2 separate regions of the Mus musculus genome follow, and region 2 is linked to region 1. A link is a contact called in public Hi-C data. All regions are on one chromosome and are shown on one strand. The core of a region is the stretch at or near the end of the contact, and the rest is flanking DNA. Distances in the headings are between cores, read along the strand shown. Region 1 overlaps Frem2 (Fras1 related extracellular matrix protein 2). Region 2 holds the start of Frem2 (Fras1 related extracellular matrix protein 2).

What was found. A called contact is a pair of places that touch in the nucleus more often than the background predicts.
Region 2: a Hi-C map of uterus shows a contact between it and region 1, with 2.1 times the contacts expected there. The contact joins the promoter of Frem2 here to the enhancer-like site in region 1. A contact is called at or near these places in 2 of 39 promoter capture datasets (cranial neural crest and embryonic stem cells), 5 of 484 Hi-C or Micro-C datasets (nephron progenitors, olfactory sensory neurons and uterus), 5 of 115 datasets of contacts at active chromatin or transcription factors (embryonic hindbrain, embryonic stem cells and forebrain) and 2 of 9 other capture datasets (adipose tissue and pancreatic islet).

What each region holds. Positions count from the first base shown.
Region 1 is chr3:53,562,696-53,566,653 of GRCm38.p6, reverse strand. The region is part of intron 6 of Frem2 (Fras1 related extracellular matrix protein 2); the gene reads left to right. Among named protein-coding and RNA genes, the nearest start is that of Stoml3, 76 kb to the right of the region's middle. Within about 2 kb of position 2,018, at least 44 of the 459 cell types and tissues checked have an H3K27ac peak or open chromatin away from gene starts, as enhancers often do. A contact at or near this core is called in adipose tissue, olfactory sensory neurons, pancreatic islet and 1 more, where this site is marked.
Region 2 is chr3:53,655,693-53,659,650 of GRCm38.p6, reverse strand. Frem2 (Fras1 related extracellular matrix protein 2) reads left to right here and starts at 2,296. Exons shown (of 24, transcript NM_172862.3): 1 at 2,296-3,958. The coding sequence starts at 2,567.

The DNA of each region.
Region 1 (3,958 bases), core at 769-3,268:
AGAAAGTTTGTGGAAGGTACAAAGCATTATCTTATACTCAGAATTTAAGAGAAGTAGCTTGGGGGGAGGGGGCTGAAAAGACTGAGATGAGAAAAATCTCTCTTTTTTAAAATGTAATTTCATTTTTTTATTATCTGTATGGGTGTTTTGCCTGCTTGCATGTCTGTATATCACATACAAGCCTGGACAAAGAGGGTGGCAGGTCCCCTGGAACTTGAGTCACAGATGGTTGAGAACCACATGTGGTGCTGGGAATGGAACCCGGGCCCTTTGAAAGAGCAGCGGGTGCTCTTCACCACTGAGGTGTCTGTCTCTCCAGCTCTGACACACAGGAAGAACTGGGCAGTAGGCTGGGATTGGTACAAAACCAAGCCAGACACTGAGTAATCCTGTAAGTCAGGTATGCAAAGACGACCGTTTAAATCATGGGGGCCAGTGGGAGTCAAAGGGAAGAGGAGAGGGGGCAGAGGGTGAGTCCTGTCACAGACAGTGAGGGTGTGTAAAGTCAGTAAGACAGACTGCCAGAAACTGTTTCTACCAAATGTAAGACTCAGGTTCATCTCAGCAACTGTTGCAAGGAAGAACTGCCACTTGTTACAGACTAAAACTTGTCTGAGCACACAGCTGAAGTGCATTACTGGGTAGTACATTGTCAAACAAAGGCCCTTGCGTCTTCATCTATTGATTTTATTTATTTTAAACTTTATTATTAAAAGAAAAAGTTGCAAGTTTAAAAAAGAAAATCACACACCAAAATCACCCAGACAGAAAGACCGTATAACCCAGCCAGCTTATAGAGGAAGAGCAGCCCTTGAGATCTGAAGCTGAGGAACTTCATGCTGGGTTTTACACTTTTCACTATCGAATATTATTTATGAACTTACCCAACACCAAAAATGAAAAGTCCATGACAGGGTTAGAGATCATTAGCTTTCTATCCTTCTTTATAACTCATGTCTTCACCTGTATCCAGTCCTTCCACAAAAAAAAAGCTTAATATTTAGCCTTTTTGTTCTCTTTTCTATACATACTGTACCCATATGTACTTCTCTTTACATATATATAGATACTATTGGCTATATTCTTCATATAGAGGAGAACATGGGGGGGGTTCTTTTCTTTATGAGATTTATGATCCCAATTGATATTGAATGATACTCATTTTCAAAATAACTGAACCTGGATGCTCTTGTTGCATTTTTTTTCAAAGACATTCAGTTGCATTTAAACTACTTTTCGATGAAGACTCGTGTTGTACCTTTGTTTAATTACGATTTGGGGATGGGAATTACAGAATTACAGCATTCATTGCTAACTCACAAGTGGGGGAAGATTGGAAGAAAGCGCCCCTGTAGGTGTGAGTGAGCATTTCACTAAAGAGAGGAGGAGGGAGAGGAGGAGGAGCAAGAGGAGGAGGAGGAGGAGGAGAAGGAGGAGGAGGAGGAAGAGGAGGAGGCAGAGGAAGACAGTCTAGAGAAGTAGGTCTTTCCGGATTTAGCCACTGGAGAACCTGTGTTCCTAGGTCCCTAGTTCCTAGCCCTCTGTCTTTAACTCACTCAAGCAGCCAGACAGCTATCTGTAAAGGGGACATTCCCCCAAAAGATGGATAATGCTTAAAATAAGGGAAATACATCAGGGTCAGAGACTGATGGAGTGGGGTCTCTAGTAGTTGGGGTACCTTTGATTCAGCAACCAAACGACCTCGCTGCTGGGGAGGTCCCCTGGTCTTTCTGAATCTGTAGGTGCACCTCACTACCCAGCAAAGGGACACACTTTTCTTTCCCTCTATACACACACGCAGGCGTGGCAAGCAGCCACTCGAATCCCTTCTGCAAGTGGCCTGAAAACATTTCACAGGATTACCAGAAAAGGAAAAGACTGCGGAGCAATTTATGAGAATGGCTAAGCACTTTGTATAATTTACACGGAGCAGTGACCTCCTCGACCACAAAGAATGTAAGCCCAGGAATTATGCACAGACAGTTTACCCAGAGTGAACTGGGTTCACAGAGCCTGTGTGCGCAGGCACAGGCTCTGCTGGAGAGCTTCAGGGTGGAGCTATTGCATAAAAGCTGTGTGTAGTGTCAGGTTAACTCCTGTCTTCCTTTTCTTCAGGGCTTTATGTGAAGGGTGTGGGTGGGTGTAGAGCACCTGCCTAATCTGTAAAAGGCTCTGGATTCAATCCCAGCTTCACAAAGATACAGATCCCCCCCACCCCAGTGTTTCATATGTAACCTATTTCCAGTGCTAACACAAACACCCGCATAAGTACCTGAATTTCTTCTCATGAAAGGCACATATTTTGAAGGCACAGCCTGCCTTTGTTGTATCATTTGACCGTGGTTCAATAACTCCCCTAAGGGGAACAGCCATTGAGCTTTGAGCCAGTGTGACCACAACACGCATAGCATTAACCTGTGAACCCCACTCCGTATCCTACTGGCAGTGTGTATATTTGAACATACACATTTGCCTTCTGATCTGACTGTAAGATCCAAAGGATTTGGGGCACCCAAGCAGCGAACTTTGCCAACTGAAGCTATACGTTCATTTGTTTGTCTCCAGTTCCCTGACGAGGCTAGAATAACTGACATGTTGTAGATGTCCAAATAAGTCACTGATGAGCCACCCTGGCTCCCTCTCTGCCAATTGTAAGCCCTCTGGGATCCTTAGGAGAACGAGTTAGTGTCATCCGTTGCTTCAAGACAAGCACTGGCACTGCCTTTGGCAGCCATTTGGGAAGCCAGCCAGCAGAAGCTGCTGTCTCTGCAGCCCTGGGCTTTGGCTCTCAGACTCTTCTGGACAAATAACGCCTTGTGTTTGTTTTGTGCTTTTCATAGTGACACCGTCTGCCTGATACCCATCTCTTCAAACAGAAGAGCAGTTTCTGGCTACACTGATCTTGCAGACATCAGAAGTGTAAACATCCATGCCTTATTATTACTAAAACCCTGGAAGCAGATCACTGAACGTCTGTCCTTAAGATCTCAGACAGCGAGGCGTTCTTTTCCAGTGCTAAAAGATCACATAAATCCCAGAAGAAGCTTTTCAGACACCAGACTTTAAAATCTGTAAACGTGGAACTACTAAGGGAATATTTTATTTCCTAAGTAATTGTGTGTGTGTGTGTGTGTGTGTGTGTGTGTGTGTGTGTGTGTGTGTGTGCAACCTTCCTCGTGCACACAGAGGCCAGAAGAGGCCATCAGATCCCCTGAGGTTACACAGAGCTGTGAGCCACCATGTGGGTTTGGGGGAATTTTATAATAAAAAGCAATCAGAGGCTGGACAGATGCCTCAGTGGTTTAGAGTACATGCTGCTCTTGTGGAGGACTCACACAGGGCAACTCGCAGACACCCGCAACACCATCACAGGAAATCGATACCTTCTCTGGCCCTTAGGTTCCTAGTTCTGTGCACAACTCTCCCCAGCCCTTGTATGTATAAATAATGTTTAAAGCAATAAAAGGCAAAAAACAAAAAGAAAAGGTGAAAATGTGTAATAGATTAGTGTCTTACTCCCCTTGGCTTACTCAGGGGACCTTTCTTATACAACCTAGGGCCACCTGCCAAGGGATGGCATTGCCTACAGTGGGCTAGACACTCCTACATCAATTTGCAGTCATGAAAATGTCCCCACAGTCATGTCTTCAGGCCAATCTGATGGAGTCAGTTGCGTAGCTGAAGTTTCAGGTGTGTTAAATTGGCAACCATCATTACCCATCCCACAGTGAAAAAATACAGGTGTGTCATTTGATAAAAAAACAGCTACATCATGCTGCAAATAACCACAATAGTAGTCTACAGAGGGATTATAAAATTTGCTAAAACTAAAAATGCCTTCTTCCTTTAGGACATTTCTAACAATTCAAAGCACTTCAAATTATAGATGAAACTGTACTTTCACACTTCTCCAGAATTAAAAAAAAAAAAAAAACCCACAACAATTATCTTTCTCTTA
Region 2 (3,958 bases), core at 1,047-3,546, 93 kb before region 1:
AGTAAACTAAGATTTTTAATTAAAAAATGTTTCTAAAGAATTATTCCATTACTTCAGTTAAGAAAGGCTAAAATTTAAAGTCACCTAAAAGTCCAGTTTATTGATTTCCTTAGGTTACTTAAAAATAAACTTGAGCCTGTATTTTCTTAGCACAAAACAAAATATTGAACACTACCCTTCAGGCATCTGACCATACTTCAAATACTGATCTTATCACTGCTGGCAAATCAAACATTGTTGGACTTTAAAAGGAAGAAAGGAAAAAGCCTGGAGCCACTGGGAACCATCAGAGGTCAGGCTGTGGCTTTCAGGCAGGCCACACACACACACACACACACACACACACACACACACACACAGAGTAAGGACACTTGGCATCCATTTGACTTCTCTTTCACTAAGTAGGACTTAGAACATGGTACAGAAAGACCTTTATTCTGAAACTGACCATCTACTCCACTTGACATCTTCTTACATACTTGCAAACAGAAACCGGAATATTCTCATGTCTTGGCCATTGGAGTTCCATAAATCAACGTGATAAATCATAAAATTATTACATCAAAGATAATTGGAAACTGGCCAGGAGTTGGATGGGAATTTTCTCATGTGTTTCAAGTACTGGCTGTGTCCTTTCTATTTTTGTCATAAACTGAGACATGTAGTAGGAGTTGAAGACCCCCCCAACAGTACAAAGCACAGAACCCAGAGGAGCTTCTACTAACTAAATACCACCAGTTTGTTTGCATAAATGCCTCACTTTTTTTTCTCAAAAGACTTTTAGAATCTTTCACATCTCATCCTCAGAGGCCAGTGAATTTCTTAGAATAGAATCAGACATTTAACATCAAAATCTAGCAACGAAATTAGGGCTTTGGCCTGAAACACGTGTGACTACATCAGACAGGAGTCAGACTCCTGAGGTAGAGGCTGGCAGGCTGGCTGCAGGAAGGTTTAAAGTGATTGTTCATTTCTTCCTTAAAACGCGTCACACTTAAATCTTACGACTTTCATTTAGACTGAAATTTACAAGGATTCTCAACGCATCCTGTTTCCCAAATTCGGTGTTTTATTGAAGAGAAATAGGCATTATTTCAGGTCCTTCTTTCATAGTCCCTTTTATATTACTGGGGAAAATATTTCGACGTGATAAGCAAGAGTGCCCAGAACCCCATTGAAAGCGACTGGGTTTTGATTGTGAGGGGGTTTGGGTGCAGCGCAGGGAGAGGAATCTGCATACTGAGGAAACCTGACCAACCGACACAAGGGGGCAGGAAGCGCCCAGCCTAGGGTTTCAATCTGGTCTAGCTGAAAAGAGGTTTATCTAAACTCTTCTTTGCCCTCCGGGTATTTATCAATTCTCTCGGCGTGGAAAAAGAAAAACGGGGAAAAAAAGCTATGCTGCTGACAGCTGGGTTTAGCTTGTCCTTCGTCTAAATTCTGCAAGGTGAACTGAGCGTCTGCAGTGACAGCTCTCTAGCTAGGGGTAGTTTAGGACAGCCTGGGGCTACATTCTCTGGAACTTCTCTGGTGGGAGACTGGCGATTCTGATCAGACTGCATTTCTCACACACCCCAAATGCTTCTTTTCACTTTAACTCTGTGAACTTTGACTGCAAAGGAGGGGCTTGATTTAAAAAACAACAACAACCACCGCCACCAATCCGCCGGACAGGGTCCGTTTCGTAAAGCACGGGAAAATCAGCAAGGGCTTGGGTGGGGGTGGGAGTCGGGGCGGGGGTGGGGGCTTGTGGTGGTGACCCTGGTGGGTATTGCACCTGCTCTAGCTAGGTAGGTCTGGCTTTTAATCCCCTGTCTGTTTGAAAATCTCCAGTGCCTTCCCAAACTGCTCTGGGTTCCTTTTCAAACTCAACAACAAGGTGTGTTCAACTTTGTTCTTCACTCCCACCCTGGCTTTGGAAGTTTCGACAAGAGGTGGCCATCCCGGGAGAGATTTCAATGACCAAGGAACGGGACTGAGATGCATTAATAGATGCACTAATCTTTAGACCTGAAGACTTGAGTCCGTAGAGCCGCGCAGGCTGGTGGTTGAGCCGCAGCCCCAGGTCCGGGCAAGCAAGCTCAGGGCGCCCCTCCATTCCAACCAACCTGTTGCACCTCTCTCAGAGCAGCTCTGCGCAGTTTCCCCGCCTGGGAGCTGATTGACAGCAGTCACTACCCAACCCTGGACTCAGGGCCTCCTCCAGCGATCAGCGATTGGTCCCCTGAGAGAATTGGAGTTAGGGGTGCAAAGGGAGAGATTTTCCTCAAAGGACTCAAAGTTCCCGGGACCTGGGACGTAGGGACTCTCCTGACTGCTACACGCCCGGGACGCGCTGGAAGTGTTTAGTGCCTTGGATTGCGGCTCCAAGGAGGGACCGTGCGGTGCATTTGGCCATCCTCCTGGTCCAGCCCTGCCACTGGGAGGGCCCCGCAGGCACCGCGCCGAGTTCCCGGCCCTTCCCACCGTGCTCTCTAGGAGCCTGCAAAGTCTAGCTTTGCATACCCGCCGGGTGAACTGTCGGAACTCTAAGGCCGGCAGCCTGCATACCACAAGGGCTCCCGGGATGGCCAGCCGTGCGCGCAGGACAGCCAAGTTCTCCAGCTTCCAGCCGATACTCGCACAGTCGCCTAGGCTGCTGCTGCTGCTGCTGCTCCTGTCACTGGTAAGCTACGTCTCCACACAGGCTGCTGGCCCCGGTGCAGCACTTCAGTCCCTGGGTCTCTCCGGGACTTCGGGAGTCCCTACAGAGGAAGCTATAGTGGTGGCAAACCGCGGGCTCCGTGTGCCCTTCGGTCGCGAAGTCTGGCTGGATCCGTTGCGTGACTTGGTGCTGCAGGTGCAGCCAGGAGACCGCTGCACAGTGACCGTGTTAGACAACGACGCGCTGGCCCAGCGGCCGGGCCACTTGAGTCCCAAGCGTTTTGCGTGCGACTATGGCCCGGGTGAGGTGCGCTACTCGCACCTGGGTGCTCGCAGCCCTTCCCGCGACCGCGTCCGCCTGCAGCTGCGCTACGATGCTCCAGGAGGGGCGATAGTCCTGCCACTGGCACTAGAGGTGGAAGTGGTCTTCACCCAGCTGGAGATTGTGACTCGGAATTTACCTCTGGTCGTGGAAGAACTGCTAGGGACCAGTAATGCCTTGGACGATCGGAGCTTAGAGTTCGCCTACCAGCCTGAGACCGAGGAGTGCCGCGTGGGCATCTTGTCAGGTCTGAGCGCTTTGCCTCGTTACGGAGAACTCCTTCACTACCCACAGGTCCAGGGAGGGGCCGGAGATAGAGGGACCTCTAAGACCCTTTTGATGGACTGCAAAGCATTCCAGGAGCTGGGAGTCCGCTACCGCCACACAGCCCCCAGCCGCTCGCCTAACAGGGACTGGCTGCCTATGGTGGTCGAGCTGCATTCGCGAGGGGCTCCAGAGGGCAGCCCGGCTCTAAAACGCGAACACTTCCAGGTGCTTGTGAGGATTCGAGGAGGAGCGGAGAACACTGCACCCAAGCCCAGTTTCGTGGCCATGATGATGATGGAGGTGGACCAGTTTGTACTGACTGCTCTCACTCCAGACATGCTAGCAGCCGAGGATGCTGAATCCGACCCAGACCTTTTGATTTTCAACCTCACCTCTGCCTTCCAGCCTGGGCAGGGCTACCTGGTGAGCACGGATGACAGAAGCCTGCCTCTCTCCTCCTTTACACAGCGGGATTTGCGCCTGCTGAAGATTGCCTACCAGCCTCCCTCTGAAGACTCGGATCAGGAGCGTCTGTTTGAACTAGAGCTGGAGATAGTGGACCCTGAAGGAGCAGCCTCAGACCCTTTCGCCTTCATGGTGGTGGTGAAACCCATGAACACACTGGCTCCCGTGGTCACACGAAACACTGGCCTTATTCTCTATGAGGGTCAATATCGGCCGCTCACGGGTCCCATAGGCAGTGGACCCCAGAACTTGGTCATCAGT